2 separate regions of the Pan troglodytes genome follow, and region 1 is linked to region 2. Evidence: chromatin contacts called from public capture Hi-C data. All regions are on one chromosome and are shown on one strand. Each heading gives the region's core, a stretch centred on a gene start, on an enhancer-like site or on the middle of the called end of the contact. The rest is flanking DNA. Distances are from core to core; before and after follow the strand shown.

The links. Capture Hi-C pulls out chosen DNA fragments and counts their contacts.
Region 1: a capture Hi-C map of stem cell-derived neural stem cells shows a contact between it and region 2, with 6 times the contacts expected there. The contact joins two enhancer-like sites. A contact is called at or near these places in 5 of 7 Hi-C or Micro-C datasets (blood, induced pluripotent stem cells, a lymphoblastoid cell line and 1 more), 1 of 1 datasets of contacts at active chromatin or transcription factors (stem cell-derived excitatory neurons) and 1 of 1 other capture datasets (stem cell-derived neural stem cells).

What each region holds. Positions count from the first base shown.
Region 1 is chr4:133,278,326-133,281,025 of NHGRI_mPanTro3-v2.0_pri, reverse strand. No RefSeq gene overlaps it. Among named protein-coding and RNA genes, the nearest start is that of NEUROG1, 8.7 kb to the right of the region's middle. Within about 2 kb of position 1,320, at least 4 of the 24 cell types and tissues checked have an H3K27ac peak or open chromatin away from gene starts, as enhancers often do. A contact at or near this core is called in stem cell-derived neural stem cells, where this site is marked.
Region 2 is chr4:133,204,080-133,206,779 of NHGRI_mPanTro3-v2.0_pri, reverse strand. No RefSeq gene overlaps it. Among named protein-coding and RNA genes, the nearest start is that of TIFAB, 14 kb to the right of the region's middle. Within about 2 kb of position 1,324, at least 6 of the 24 cell types and tissues checked have an H3K27ac peak or open chromatin away from gene starts, as enhancers often do. A contact at or near this core is called in stem cell-derived neural stem cells, where this site is marked.

The DNA.
Region 1 (2,700 bases), core at 71-2,570, 74 kb before region 2:
GCTCTCGCTCTAAACCATATGGTCCATTTGGGCATCTCACACTGCCTTCCAGGGAAAGCAGGCCTTGGGAAGCACTTGGGGCAAGTTAGAGGCCTGCCGCAAGATCCAGGTGCGAACTCGCCCCAAAGTGTTGTCAAACTGGGCCAGAAGAGAGGAACCACCAGCGACCAGAGAAGGCTGAACCCTAAAAAGCAGTGTGTGGGCCCAGGAGGGGAGGAGGAAGGGTCCTGCGCCAGAGGGCAAAGGAATTAAGAGCCTCAGTATTTGACCCCTCAGAGAGCAGGTGGTCTGTTGGCTCCATGAGTCTGACAGCATGTTAGTATGGAGACCCTGGGATAGCAGTGCTCAGGCTAAGTCCACCTCTCCTCACCCTGGCCCCCTCGCGGGCCACAAGTATTTGGAGATTTCTCAGGGGTCCCCAGACTACAGACATTTCTCCCGTGAAGCCAATAAGCAGATGCACACTCTGGCAGCTGGAGTGTGCGGTCGCCATTCCCCTTCTCCAGTCCCCAAGACCCTGAAAACCTTAAAAACCAGATTGTCCCTGAGGATACGCATGTGTCCAGTTTAAAGGGGATTTGGGGGGCAGGGCCATGAAAGCCACCCCAGCCTCTATCTCTTCAAAATCCCACCACTTTGAAACTCCATTTTGCTCCAAGCCTTTGCAAGATTCCAAACACTTGGAATTAACCCGGAGGCCACCGCCATCCCCAGGCAGCCACAGGGGCCTGGTTTCCCTGGGAGAGAAACCTATCCAGAGCACGCCCTGACCCCCGGTAGCCCTGAGGCCGCCAGCCCTGGGAGCGCACTCCAGGGAAGGAATTCGTCCTGATCTAGAAGTGGGCCGGTGCGGACCTCGCGGATGTTTCTTTAAGAGCAGGGGAAGAAAACACAATCTCTCCTTGTGGTGCAGCACTTCCACCCCCGCCAACGGGGCGGATTAGGGCCGGGATTAACATTTTAAACTCGGCCAGACTTTCTGACTCAAAGATCTCTGGTTAATCGTATTACTATCCCTGGGATTACTGCTTTACTCGCGGCAAAACAGATTCTAAAATCAAATTGATTAAAGTTCCCTCCTGTCTTCTCTTTACTCCTTTTGGGGCAATACGGGGAGAGGCTATAGCTTCTTAAGGTGACGACTTTTAAAATCGAATCTTACTTCGCATTTCTCTCCTTGCCCCTCCTATCCTTCCAGGCCAGGCAGCGGTAAGAAGACTGGCTGGCGACACGATTCCTTTTTTCCCGCCCACGTCAGCTCCTAGTTCCTGGTAATTTATCCCATATTAAAACTTCTTTAAGTAAGAATGGACAAGCATCAGCACCTGCTATGCAAATGCGGCCAAATCCAGCCCGGGCCCCGGGGCGTGCGCGCCCGCCGGACCGCGAGCGGCCATTCAGCGCTCCCAAGGCGCCGGCTCGACCCTTCATATGGAAACCCGACGGGTCCCGACAGATTGCGGCGGGGAGGGGCGGGGGCCAGAATGCCCTCCCAACCTCGGAAGGCGCCCAGAGGGGACTATCAGCACCTCTCCAGTGGGCTTTTTTCAGCCATACTCCATTCTTCAGCCATCTTTGTTTTTTCCTTAACGAATGTCCTATTTTAGTGCCAATGCCCGTTTTGCCGGATTTCCCTCCAGAATTCATCCTTATTCTCCATCCCAGCTCTTCCGGAGCGGCGGCAGGTTTTGTTTTGTTTTGGTTTTGGTTTTTGTTTTTGTTTTGAGACGGAGTTTCGCTCTTGTTTCCCCGGCTAGAGTGCAGTGGCGCGATCTCGGCTCACTGCAACCTCCGCCTCCCGGGTTCAAGCGATTCTCCTGTCTCAGCCTCCCGAGTAACTGGGATTACAGGCATGCGCGTGTTGGTAGTTTTCTAAGCGTAACAACTTTCCCACCGCTTTTTGCAGGCGCGGTGGTCACCAAGGACTGTAGGACCTTGCCCCGAGGGTCCCAGGAATGTGGATGGTGTGGGGTAGATCGTCATCGCAGGCCCCAAATCCGTGTCTGGGGCTCGGGAGCCAGGCGAACTCCCCGCCCGCAGCCAGACGGAGGAGGCAGGCCGGGTGCTGGCGCGGCCGCGGTCATCCTGCCGGATAACAAGGATTAGTGCGTTGGGGACGTTTGAAGCTGTGTCTGTGCTCACGTGGCTGGAGGCCGCGGCGCGGTCGCCTCTCGTGCGGCCCTAATCCCGTCACGCGGCTCCGGCGGCGAGCCGGCCCCATCGGGGAACTGGAACTTGCTGGCCCAGAGTCCCGGCTCTCGCTCCACGCGGGCGCGAGGTCAGGGCGCCCACGCGGCAGTGCCCACGCGTCCCCCCGCGCGCCCCGCCGGGTTCTCCGAGGCCCCCGCCGTAGGAAGAGCCACGGCGCTAGGGTCGTTTGCTCAAGACTTGGGGGGAAATCCCCTTCTTCCAGCCTAGGAGCTTTTATTTGTGGCTGCATAAAAGAAATCCAGAAACGCCGGGTCTCCCCAGCCGGAGCAAAACCGAAGTGGCAGCGGCAAGGGTGGGGGCGCGGCCGGCGTCCCAAAGAGATGCAAAGTGATAAATACATTGTTTAGAGGCTGCCCGCTCGGTCCGTCCCTTGGGGGCATAGAAAATGAGGCGCTTTCCTCCCCCTTTAACTCGAGGGGAGTACTAATAATTCATGTATGTTGTAATTCTTCACTGCCCCTAGGTAGTCTGGGAAAACTGGAAGAAAAG
Region 2 (2,700 bases), core at 75-2,574:
GAACTATTTGAAGGAAGAAAAAAAAGAAAAAGGGGATGAAGTGCGCCTAGGAGAGTATTCAAGCAGCCGGTGTTTTTTTCTTGAGAAGTTTCTTGGGAGTGGAGTTTAGAGATGGTGTGGGTTGCAGTCATCATTGGTTGACTTGGGCTCAGAATCAGGCCGTACACATTACTTCAACCAGAAACCAGGCCAACGACATTGCAGGAGCCTTCCAAGGTGGATGACCCTATGTGAGGCCCGGAAGCACTGCAGGTCCTAAGAGGAGGCCTCCTACTGACCCTCCTCCCCACCCTACCCTCTGCACTTTCTGTCCTGTGGTCCCCGGAGGCCATGAGCCTGGGTAGCCAGGCACTCCGTTGGGAAATGAGAGCCGATCTGGGGGCTTGAGTCGGGTGGAGCCTGGTGGCGCCTGTGCTCAGGAGCTGGCCTGACTCCGGGAGGGTGTTCGCTTGCTGCTGTGGAAGGCTTCTTTGCACTGATATGTTCACAAGCGGCCCACAACAGGCCCCCTCTCTATCACCAGCAAAGGAGGGGCCTGACCCTGCTCTTCTCCACGCACCCTACTCCTTGTGCTCACAGCTCAGCTTCTCCTGATGGGTCACTCGTCTCATGCCTGAGATTTGCCTTCTCTGAACCTCCATTATCCCATATGCCTAACGAGGACGAGAACGTCTCTGGAAAGGGTTGCTGTGAGGACAGCGTAGGAGACAGCGCTCATCGTTCAGGCTCAGTAAGGTGCCAGCCACCTGATCGGTACTGAATGCAGACAGCACCTCCCTCTTTCTGGCAACCCCACCCCCCTCCACTCATTCCCTGCCGCCCCTGCTTCCTCTGGGGGCTCCCTGCAGCTGGAGCTCCCTGCAGAGGCCCGGGCCAGCCCTGAGGCCTGGCTGCGGCGGACGCCCTCAGAGCTAGGGCACCCATCTTCCAGAGAAGGTGCCCAGGCTGAGCTTCGTCGTTAAACTCCGCAGAGCCTAGAGGTGCAACCGGAAAGAACAAGTCCCCTGGAAACGACCCCGCTGCTGCCATCGCCACTGCTGGTGCTGCTGCTGCGGCAGGCCCTGGCTCTCCATGCAGTCTCCAGAATGCCCTCATCTACTCCCATTCATTTCTTGAGCACCACCTGTGTGCTTGGTCGTGCCTGGTCGTCTGAGGCACAGCCCTGCGGCAACACTAACTCTAGCCTTCTTCCCAGGAGGCGCAAGTTTAGAAATCTTCTTCCAGAAGGCGCAGTTTCGAAATCAAGTGCTCTCCGGTCCTAATTGCGGTCACACTGAGTTGCAGTGGCCCTGCGATGGCCTTGTATATCCTCTCCCAGGAAGGCTGAACACCCAGCACACAGGACACACCCTGGTACTCAGCAGGTGCTCCATAAGCGTCTGTTAAATGCAGGACTGGAGCAGTGCAGAAACAGCTCTTGCTCTGAAATCGCAGGCGCTTCCCGGGGAGTCCCGCACCGGCGCAGACGGCGGATCCAGGGCGTGGAGGGGGCCGGGGAACGGGTTCAGAGTGCCATCTACCGGCAGTTCGTCAGACTGGCAGGAAAGGCCTTGGCCCTGCGGCGGGATGGAGCCCTCCAGACTGCGCTGTTTGCTACGCTGCTCCGGATCCATTCACTCTCCAACCGCTCTGCAATCACTTCGCAATCACCAGTAAACTTTGCCGCCTACTTGAGAAGAGAAAGGTAGGGCCCAGGAGTAATTAGCAAGTCCTGAATTGTGCTGAGAATATCCAGGAAGGGGGCTTGTCTTTCACCAGCTTCTCCTGCGGAAGGGATTTCCCCCAAATTCTCTTTATTGGGAGGCTTTGAGCAGGAGCCAATGACTGCAGTTCCTGCAGAACCGGGGCAAGGGCCTGCTCCCTGGGGGACCAGCAGGGGCTGGGGTTAGTCAGACCCAGTGGACATACCAACTCTGCCACTTACCAGCTGTGTGACTGAGAGCAAGTTACTCTCTGCGCCTTAGCTTCCCCATCTGTAAAACAAGCCCCATGATAGTACCCCATGGTAGGATAGTTAGGAGGATGTAAGCCAGATGTAACCCAGATGCCAGACACCCACTGTTCCCAAGGGTCTGGCTGCCCTTTAGTGTCCGATAGCAGAAGAGACCCAGCCTTCATCCTCCTTGGTCATCGTATGGCCAACTTTCATCCAGCTCCCCTCCCTCTGTGCCCTGGGAATCAACAGGTTGAGCTTGCCCACCCTGGCGATACCAGCTTGTGGCTGGTATTCCCTCATCTCACCTCCTGACTCAAGCTCCCCACTCTCCTTATCTCGGGTGATCTCTCGACATCTCATAACAAGTTTTCCCAGGCCCCACTGCTCCCCAGAATGCTTCGGCTCACACGTGGTCAAGACTGCTGCTACATCTTAAAGCAAAGTAGGACCAGACCTGACTGGGATAATACTAGGAGAGAACAACAGAGCATGATGGAAATCTGCAAACTAGCTCCTGGGTGCGACTAGGCTCAAAGTCCTGAAACCACAGCCCACAAAGGGGTTAGCATCCCCTCGAAGAGGGACTGCCCCAACCATATGGCCCTCTTCTCCAACGACACACTCCTCCAGCTTTCTGAGACTCTGTAAGGAAACTCGCTTCCTTTCTATTTCTGCAATTTCTCACATTTCTGCCCTGAGTGAAGACAACCTTTGCTGTGATTCTACAAAACAAAACTCTCAAGTGTTTTTCTTTTGCTGCCTGG